2 separate regions of the Macaca mulatta genome follow, and region 2 is linked to region 1. The links are chromatin contacts, called in public Hi-C maps. All regions are on one chromosome and are shown on one strand. The core of a region is the stretch at or near the end of the contact, and the rest is flanking DNA. Distances in the headings are between cores, read along the strand shown.

Region 1 (5,578 bases), core at 2,263-4,762:
AAGCAAACCTGCGATTAACTACTTTTTTATACAATCAAATGTTTCCTACACTTACAGCAGCTACAATTAAAGAAGTCCACGTACCAATTAATTTTAATTTCCTGTTTAATCATTGCATACCAATTTATTTATAGACAATACAAGCACACACAAAATTAAGTTCCTTGAACATGGTTAGACCTAAACCAATGTTAATTTTTATTTCCTTTCAAAGATATTATCTGTTTTTAGATTGGATTTTCATTTGATAACAAAGAGAATAATTTTTTAAAATAGAGAAAGTTGGCTGTTTTTGATGGCCTACAGAAAAACGAAAATATAATTAAGGGAGAACAGATACATAGGCATGAAACTTGCTTGGGTACTTTTGCTGATACTTGCACAAATTACATATTTACCTATGTTATGCCACTTCTAGAAGATACTTGTTTAATATATAACATTATCTTTTACTGTCTTCACCTTAATTTAATTTCCAAAAAATCTTTTTATAAATGGCTAGTATGTTTTGTAAATTCATGCATTCAACAAATGACCATCCGCAAATACTGCATGCAAGGCTTTGCTATCCTCTAGATGATGCAGAGGTGGATGATTTCTGGAATCTACCCACAGAGGCCAGAATTACAAAAAGGTAATAAAGTTTAAACATGTTCAATACCAAGGATGGTTTTTGGTAATACCCTGCAAAAGTTTAGACAAGACAGAAGGCTGATATTTTCAGGAAAACAAAAAATAAAATTAAAATAAAATACAATTTAAAATAATTCATGCTTTTGTTCCAGAAACATACAAAAATGATTTCTTTATCAGCTCACTCTGAGTTGCAAATTTTTTCTGTCTGATTTTTTGTGGTTGCAGCTCACTTGGCGTCAGCTCCCTTTTTCTGCCAGCACAGCCAAGGTATTCTACGCGTTCACTGTAAATGGAAGTTTATGCTGTGCTGGTGGACTGAGTACTCCAGGAAGGAGGGCCTCCATGACGTGGACAGACCTAGCTTTGTGGCACAAAACACAACAGCTAAGTCAAATGAAAGCATTCAGTGGATGATAAAAAATAAACTCAGTCAAACAAATATGTTCTCCTAACTGCTGTAGCAAATGTTTTCTTTCTCCTGGCTGCCAGCTCTTTTCAAAGATGATTCCCAAAGGCTTTTTTCCTTTGTTTAGGTTTCATATGGGGTAAATTAATTCATGATTTGTTGTTAAAAAAACAGTAACAACAAAGTAAAACATACACACACACACACCTCTTTCCCCAGTCTTCCTCAAAATACCCACAGGAACCCACCCAATAGAATGGCCTGAAACAAAATACTTTTGTTCAAAGCCAGCAAGTCTGGCAAAGCTGCAAGCTCTGCCCATAGCTACCTGTATCATGGATAGCTGCAGAGAAATATGCAAACTGGCAAACTGGGTACCTTTTACTGTTTTACAACAATATGTTTTATTGTTCTCTCACTAAGTTATTTGCCAAGGGCAAGGAGTACTGAAGTATCTAGCAATAGCCCAGGCACAGCTGTCAGCATGAGCCTTACCACTTCTGGCATTGCTTTTTTAGCCAAGAGGCACTGCAATTGCTTACCAATAAGTTGTGATGAGTTGATAATGCAAGTAGACTAGATCATAAATATTTTAGCATTTAAGCATGCTTTTTCATCTATGGTGACTTAATGCTGCAATGGCAAAGGACTTTCCCCTAGGAAAGGCAATTAGGGATAGGTGGAAACACATATTAGAACATTTATGATAATGAGAAAACTACTTTTAATTGAGTACATTAAGGCTGATCTACAATGATTAAAGCAAAACTCTATTCAAAATGAAGCTTTATTATCACATTTGAAAACCTATACTATGAAACAATTTTTAACTGCAAAATATTTACAAAATACAACTTTGCATCTCTAGTAATATCAAAACCAAAGTGAATTATCTGAAATGAAGAAGAAAAAGCAGGAAAAAGAAAAAAAAATTGATTGCATATGACTAGCAGCAATTGATATAAAGCTACTCAATATGTTAATGGATCTCTGTACTGATTTTCACTCTTTAGGAATTTTCATTTAGTGTTTCATACTTCTGAATATTGTATTTAGGGATATTTCATTAAGGTTGGATTGTTTCCAACAGTTGTAATTATTGTTCCATTCTCTAGATAACTCCGACATCATGGGTGATGAAGCTCTGTATGAAACTTGACATAAGGCTTTCCCTGCTTGCCTCTCTTGCAGGCAGTGTGAGTGACCCTCTCTCCCTATACATGCGTTTAATTCTTCCTCCCCTTACACTCACTTCCTAACCCTACTCCTCTTCTCACTGTTTTAGATCTAAGCTCTCAAAAACCCCTAAGGAAAAAAAAAAAGGCAAAGGCACATGTGGCTTTTGCCGCGCATTGGAGAGTATGAGACAGGGTTTGAATGCTAATTCAGATACCCACTCTAAAATGAGGCTAATGATACTGCACAGTGTGGTTGGGAGATGAAATAACACGTGCAAGTGCCTTTAAAATTTTAATGTGCAGAGAAATAGAAAACATTATTCTATTTCAATTCTGAAGAAAAATATGTAAATATGTCACATTTTGTCCCTTGATCAGCAATGGTTCCAAATCAAGAGTGTCTCAACTATGCCTGTTTTCCGCATAACTTTTACATAAAGTTCTGAAAATACTGCTACCATTTTATAAGGAAATGGAGGGCAATCAAGGCAGAAACTGTTTGGTAAACAGTGGTTTGTTTACTTGAGGTAGAAACAATTCTCTCATTTATGAGTTGTTTATTCTCTTCAGTGAACATTTTCCTCTTTGTATCTCGGTTCTAAACCCTCTCTGAGAACATATATTTCAAAAGCACACAGAATAAAATCACATCGATCCTCAGGTCTCTGTTTTACTTCATCATGTTTGGGTGGGAGGTGATTTAATTTATCTATGGCTGTGATTTTCATCGTCTATCTTGTGAGATACTGTTTGGTTTTACTTGTGGATTAATTTCATCCTTAATACTCTTAAAAATAAAAGGGACATATGTTTTTGGTTATGTTTTGGGGGTTCTTTTCAAGCTATACTTTAATCAATGACTTCTCACACCAGTAAATGTGATAAAACTTCAATACCCAATCAACTTTAATAATCCAAACAAGAAAATGCTAGCCTGGATCAGCCAGGTGACTCGTTTAAACATAGAATTGAAGATAATGTGTTAAAGCCAATGCCTGATTTAAGATATCTCCACAGTCGCTTTGATAATTCTGTTTTGAAGCACTAGATGGCACTATGAATTCACTTAATTTGGAACCAAACTAGCCCATCCATAATTTCAAAGAGAAAAAAAGATGAGAATTTTCCTTAACTGATTTGATAGTCTGACACATATTCTTAAGGAAATGAATTTATATGATGTAACAGTTATTTCATTAAGTTTCAGCGAAAAAAAGCATTCTCTTTTGGCAAGGAAAATGTGACTGTTTCTACAAACACAAACCAGTCAAATCAGCACTCAAAGTCTAGTCAGAGAAAAAAAGAAAGTCAGACATGCTTGTTGGCCAACTTGACTGCTTTTTGACTGACTTAAATATTTTCTTGACTACTTGACAGTCAAAACAGTCAAGCCAGTTTGTGTGTGTCAATACAGACTGTACTTTATATGTTACAAAGTGAATGTCTATGTTTGTTAGATTTCTTTTCTGCCGTCTTTGTAGTCTGGCTGGTTAGCTCGGCTGGTTAGGGCAGTCTACTAATGAGGCCAAGGTCACCCTGGTTTCCATTCCTGCCTTGGGGGATATGTTCTCCTCACAGAGGGAGAGGCTGTTCTTTGGCTAGGAACTGCATTCTTCACTCTGGCCAGCCATCTCACAAATACCTGATCTTAAAAGATTACTGCATATGGACGTCTACATGATCAGAATAAACATATCATTATAAGAAGACAAAAACAACTCAAATTGTATATTCTATTAACAGCAGAACCACGATGTCATTTTTCTAAAGAAAGGACTCAAGAGAGTCCTTCTAAAATCAGTTTTGTTAACTAGCAAAGTTCTATTTCTTTTCTCTCCATTCAAATTTTGTATATTGTCAAGAACTTGCTTAGGCAGAGAGCTAGCTACTGAAGAATAGAGAAAGGAATAGCTGTTATCACAATGACTTCACAATATAGTGAGGAAGATAAACAAGCAAACAAATATTAGATAATGTGATAAATACTACTATAAAGGTATATACATAAATTTCCAAGGAAGTGAAAATAAAGTCTAATTTCCAGGCAGTTATACGAGCTAGATCTCAAAGAATTGACATGAATTCAACTACAGTATATGGTAAATGGCATTTCAGGTGAAGAAATAGTGTGTGAAGACAGAGAGATGTCTGAGTGGCAGGTCTCCAAACAGAGAAGTGTTTCCTGTGCCTAGAATTTTGGGTATGTGGTGAGAAGTGGCAAGAGCTGACCTGGTAAGGTAAGAGATCTAAATAAAATCAAGGGAGTTTTCCATAACCTAAAAACTTTGTGAAATCCAAAGTCTAAAATAAATATCCAGGAGTCCCTACTAATAAAAACAATTGAATAAATAAGAAAGTTGGGGGAGATTAGACACATCTTTTGTCCAAAGAATCCCAAATTATGCAGAAAAGTCACCCCCACCCAAGAAGGTGAAACCTAACTCCTCACTCCATGTAAGTTGTACAGTGACTTTCTTCTAAACAGCACAACTCAGAAAAAGTGGGGAGGAATAACTTGACTATAGACAATCTTGACAAACACACCTCAGCCAGGTGATCACTGTTAACATTAATAGTGATAAGTATTATGATGGTATTTTATGGCTATGGTCTTCCTCCCCAAAGCTCATAACCCCAACCTAACCATGATATCCGGCAAATCCCAACTGAGGTACATTGTATAAGATACCAGTACTCCTTAGCTAGGCATGATGGCACATGTTTTTGGTCCTAGCTACTCAGGAGGGTGAGGCAGGAAGATTGCTTAAGCTCAGGAGTTTGAGGCCAGTCTAAGGCAATCATCAAGACCCCATTGCTATATTGAAAAAAAAAAAAAAACAGATTTAAATATACTTATTTTTTTAAATGCAAGTACATCTCAACATTTTTGTAGTCATCAAAAATTGTCAGTCAAGTGGAAGCTAAGAAAACGTGAGAGTTAACTTATATATGACAATCTGGATAGGATCCTAGAACAGAAAAAGAGCATTAAGTTAAAAACCAAGGAAATCTGAATAAAACAAGGACTTTACTTAATAATGTAGCAACATTCATTCATTAATTGTGACAAATGTACCATACCAATACATGATGTTGATAATAGAAGACACAGAGTATGAGATATGAGACCTTTCTGTACTGTCTTTACATTTTTTCTGTAAATATAAAGCTGTTCTAAAAAAAAATCTGAGTCAAAAATTGTCATTTTGAATAAAATTAACATATTATTTTTAAAAAAATATTTGTGAAAGTGGTAACATTCACTACCTCTATCTACCATCTAAAAGGAAAGAAAGAAGGAAGAATGGAAGGGAAAATTGAAGAAAAGAAGGAAGGCAAATTGCTGGCTATAAAAATG
Region 2 (5,377 bases), core at 1,297-3,796, 240 kb before region 1:
TCCAAAGATTTCTACTCAGACAGAAGCAAAGGATTTTAGTGATTATTGACACACATTTCATTCGATAGGAAACTAAGACTCAGTGAGTTTAGTGCCTTTCTGATTTCATTCAATCCAGTTAAGGCACGTGAATTTATGAATTCCACCAATGTCCAGAGAATTTCAACATCCCTTTATTGAGGCCTTAAATACAAACGGACATCCAAGAAACACTAGACCAAAGCCTCTAATAAGAAATAAAGATGGAGCTCAAATAAACAAAAGAAGGACTTGGGAGAATGAGGCAATGCAAGGAGCAAAAGAAAGGATAACCAACTACAATTCATATTTTCAGAAATGATAAAACATTGCATCCCTGAACAAAGAGCAAGAGGTTATAAAAAGCAACATTTCAAGATCAAGAGAAGAAGTCAACAGATACTGGCAAAAATCTTTTTTTTTTTTTAAAGAAACAGAACAACAATAAAAGATAACATTTAAAAATCACAAAATATCAAGAGAGGGGTGGGAGCAAAAGACTGTTCTTATTTACTCTAGGCCTTACAGTACTATTTAAACTTTCAAATTATAGACACACATTTTAAATAATAATGCAAATAATAAATAAAAATATCATTATGTAAAGCAGAATTGAGGATAAAGATGGCAAATTTTGGGGTCATGAGAGGAATAAAATCAAATAATTAAAAAAATTTAAAGATCGCAATCATATCTAGTTGTCTCCCAATGAATTATGGTGTCCAATATTTAAAATAATATTTTTTGCTTGTGAATACATATGAGTTTGCAAACACACACCTCTAAAACTAGGAATGCATTTGTAGGTATTTTATACCTGACCTAAAACATCATGTTATATATTGCAGGCATGTTGATTAACAAAACAATTAATGACAAAAAATTAATAAAGGCTGCTAGATAACCATCTAAGAACAATCAGTTACACTGCTTTTTTTCTGTCTTAAAATATTTATCTACAAGTCAGGGGGAAAATGATTATCACTTCCTGTGTAATGATGGTCAAATTGAAGTCTTTGATTTAGATATGTGTGCCTTTAAATGTCCCATAGTCAAATCTGTTTCAGAAGTAATTCACGCTACATACCCTTTGGAGATATTTATAAAGTGTGTTAATATATTAAAAGCATAGAAAAACTTATGTCACTTCGTTTAGCTCAAGATCTCCTAAAAGTATTTGCCACAAACTCATTTTTTCCCATGGACATACTATAGGACACTTGTACGATGTAACTGCAATGTTTCTGAGAACATAGTTTACAAAATTGTGGCTTGTTATCAGTTATGTATATTTGTGTGTGTATAACCAGTATTATTATCCTGAGTAATCCTTTATTTGTATTGATCCTGACTGGGCATATTTAAATATGATTAAAAGGTGTATATTTCTGGGCTCCAACTCTGGAAAATCTGATTTAGTATATTTGTGGGGTAGCGTGATCTGTGCACTGATACTTTCTTAAAGCTCTGATGGTGATTGTGATGGAAACAAGGGTTAAGAACAACTGAGAAAGATGCTTCCTTATCCATATTTTCTTTTTAAACATTTTCCAGAATAGGTTTATTCCCATATTAATTGTATTTTTGCTTCTTATGAAAATGTATGTTTTCATTTACCTAAATCCAGGGATATATACCTGATTTATACAATATACTTCAGATAGCAAAAACCATTTAATTATATTAATGTCTTAGTAAGTATACATTTTTGTAGCTCTTTGCTTCCTCTAGGATCGGTTGTGAACATCGTTAAAGTACAAAGAATCATCAAAAGATGTTTGCATAGGTGGTCAAATATTTTATTAGTGTATTTAGTGCTATCAACAGCGTTTACTATTTAATAAGCAGCTACTATGTGGATGACATTGTCTTAAATACTGTTACATATTATTTTATCTAATCATTGTAGAAATAAATCCTACAAAGTAGATGGTATTCTCTTCTTTTCACAGACGAAAGTTCAAAATCATAAATATGTGTATGCAAGGCTAAAGAACTTGTAGCAAAATGAGTCTAGATTTAAATGCAGATCTGTCTGACTCTAAAAACCCCCATGCTTGTTCAACTACATTGCGCTATAAGGAAAAAATATTTAATGCTAAATCCAGTATTTGTGCTAAAGAACTATTAGGGACTCAAAAATGAGTAAATATTATGTATAATCATCAAAATGGGATTCAGAGTACCACACATTAAAATTTATTGTTAAAAAGTGCAAATTGCTGGACAATGACTACAAAAGGGGTAGATTCTTATATTTCAGAAAAACAGGAGAGGAAAAGTGAATAGGCCTACAGCTGACAAAAATGGTAGAATGAACTTGTCTGTCCTTCAGTATTTTTACCCAAATCTGTAAGGAAAGAAGAACAGAACATGCTAAAAAAAGTCATGATTTTATTATGTCTGTGCTTTGAAACAAAGCAAAACAAACAAAAGCTTTTGCCAATCAACCTACACCTTGTAAAAGAAGTGGGGTGAGGGAAAGAATAGGTGAATGAAGCTCCCCATAGAAAATAAACAGTGCTAAGACAGTGAGTGTCTGTGAATTTAATCTAGTTCTGTAGAAACGTGTTTACAGCACCAACCACAACCCTTTCTAAATGAGCCAGGAGAGAAATTAAAATTGTACTTTTTTGTGAACTAACTACAATATAATAAAAAATTCACAGAAAATAAATGTTAGATTATAGGGAGTGCACCTAATAGAAACTAATCTCCCATCTCACAAACAGAATCAAATGTCCGCTGAGGCTGCACAAAAGCCTTCCACTCCTAAAAGCCGAGAATAATAAAAGCAAAGGCTGATAAATGCACTGCTTATTTTTTCTTATTTCCCTTTAATGAAAACTCTGAACAGAAACACTTGGTTTACTTTCAAAATCATTAAAGGAACCCAGGCATAATGGGAAAAGCTACACTTTCAAATAGAAGAGGTTTTCAATGTGTTGTTCTCATAAGACTGCTGTTTGCACAGCTAAAAGCTAACAGCAGTGTCTTTACTGCTCTTGTGGTTTCTTCTCTTCGGTGTACTTCTGTTTTTCTTATTCTGAGTCTTTATAGGAAAGGAAGAGGCGCAGCTCATGCGGTTAAGCACACAGGCGCTACCAAATGGTGCAATACGTTGCCATAGCACCAGCATAATCAGCCCTATCTCGGGGTTAAAACCACAACTTCTCTAGTTGACGTTGAGCTGCCTGACTATACATTTAACTGCTACAAAATGCTGAATTTCCAGATTGATTTGTGTTTGCTTCAATAGAAATGTATTTCAAAAGTAAGGTTAGTTTTATTATGCGTTTTATTTCAGAAGCACTTCATTTTGAAAAGCACTCACGAATGCTATTTTGATGACAAAAATAAGTTAAACCCAATCTTATATTTAAAAACATAAAAAGTCACCGTTGATTTGGCCAGCAATTAAACTTTATTAATTCATTACATTATGAAACCTGGAGAAAATAGATCACAAAGAAAAAAGTAAGACAAAATGTTTATTTGTAAACAGAACTCACATTCCTTTACCACTAGATAATGAAATGATAAAATATAGTCTAGGCAAGGATATTTCCTATTTGTTCAGAGACATTATCATCACATATGAAATACAACCCTACCAGTGGGAAACATGGCATTGCACGCTTTGCAAGCAAATGCACTGCGCTAAGTTGAACAGCTTCCTAGATACACACTTGATAGTCTCATGAAAGACAATGCCTGAAAAAAAAGACATGTGTAGAAACATTTTGCTGCCTTGTCACATTCCCTGATACCCTGCAGCCCTAGTTGGTAACCATTTTCCATGCTGTGTATTCCTACCAGTTGTCTTATGTTCTGACTAAATAATTATTTCATAAGATAGAAAATATTAAAATAATATATTAACATTCATTAATAATAAATCCTGAAAAGGATAATGAGATCCTTTTCATTTAACTTCTTTGGGAAAATTCATATTGGGCCAGCTCTTCATCCCTTTATACATCAGAAAGTGGTTTCTCGATCTTTAGTAAACAAGGAACATTTACCGAATACCTACTATTTGATACGTTATCATATATAATCCTCCTAATATTTCTATGTGATAAGCATTATTATTCTTGTTTTATAAAGGACAAAAGGAAGACACAGCTGGTTTAAATATATTGCTTTGAATATAGAGTAACAGTGCAAAAACTCAATCCCAGGTCTACTAGAATCCAAAGCTCCTGCATTTCCTCCTAACTCCATAATGCTGCCTCCTGGGAATAGAGGATTCAGAGCATCCATTTCACATCATTCTCCTGAATTTCGGTACATAGTCCTTGAATTCCTAGTATCTGTGGTCTGTGGCTTCCTCTTACTTTCCATTGCCTTTACCCTGGTCCAGGTACTTATCATGTCCTATTTCAATAATGTTTATACTCAGTTTCTAAACTGACGACTTCCTCCATCCCTTCCCCATGCATGCTAGATACTGCCACATTGATCTACTTGTAAAATGCACTGATGTGTGTCCCTTTTCTGTTAAAATATTTTAGTAGATTCCAAACTCTTTACTATTCACTTTACATCAATTCCTCTGAACTTTATATAACTTTACATCATTCCTCTTCAGTTCAAAGGAGACTGTTGTATCTTTTTTTTTTTTTTTCTTCTTCTATGAGAGAGTTTGCTCTGTGGCCCAGGCTGGAGTGCCGTGGCACTATCTCAGTTCACTGCAACCTCCACCTCCCGGGTTCAAGCGGTTCTCCTGCCTCAGCCTCCTGAGTAGATGATGGGATTACAAGCATGCAGCACCACACCTGGCTAATATTTGTATTTTTAGTAGAGACGGGACTTCACCATGTTGTCCAGAATGGTCTCGAACTCCTGACCTCAAGTAATCCGCCCGCCTCGGCCTCCCAATGTTGTGGCTATTAAACAAGACAGTTTGTGAAGCTTTTAGTAATATTTTTAAAATAATATAAATGAACCCCGGCTTCCCTGGCTAGTTTTCAGAGGCTGCCGAGTCGCCGTTGCGCCTGCTCCTGGCCTAGTAGAACGCCCAGCTGCGCGCTCCGCTCTTGCGCAGCCATGCCAGGGGGACCTCAGCAAGCGATTCAGTCCCTTGAGCCTGCAGGAAGGGGACGGGCAGCCGCAGCACTCGCTGCCTGTCACCTACGCCAGGGCGGCGGTGGACGAGCTGGGCAAAGTGCTGACGCCCACCTAGGTTAACAGACCCTCCAGCATTTCATGGGATGATCTTGATTAAAGGAAACTCTACACCTTCGTCCTAACAGAAACCGATGCTCCCGGCAGGAAAGAGCCCCAGTACACAGAATGGCGTCATTTCCTGGTGGTCAACATGAAGGGCAATGACATCAGCAGTGGCACAGTCCTC

Evidence for each region. A called contact is a pair of places that touch in the nucleus more often than the background predicts.
Region 2: a Hi-C map of CD4 T cells shows a contact between it and region 1, with 5 times the contacts expected there. The contact joins two enhancer-like sites. A contact is called at or near these places in 3 of 14 Hi-C or Micro-C datasets (CD4 T cells, fetal cortical plate and sperm).

What each region holds. Positions count from the first base shown.
Region 1 is chr1:56,078,590-56,084,167 of T2T-MMU8v2.0, reverse strand. No RefSeq gene overlaps it. Among named protein-coding and RNA genes, the nearest start is that of ATP6V1G3, 99 kb to the left of the region's middle. Within about 2 kb of position 3,512, at least 1 of the 40 cell types and tissues checked has an H3K27ac peak or open chromatin away from gene starts, as enhancers often do. A contact at or near this core is called in CD4 T cells, where this site is marked.
Region 2 is chr1:56,322,055-56,327,431 of T2T-MMU8v2.0, reverse strand. The region is part of intron 2 of PTPRC (protein tyrosine phosphatase receptor type C); the gene reads right to left. It also overlaps the pseudogene LOC100428174. Among named protein-coding and RNA genes, the nearest start is that of PTPRC, 44 kb to the right of the region's middle. Within about 2 kb of position 2,546, at least 27 of the 40 cell types and tissues checked have an H3K27ac peak or open chromatin away from gene starts, as enhancers often do. A contact at or near this core is called in CD4 T cells, where this site is marked.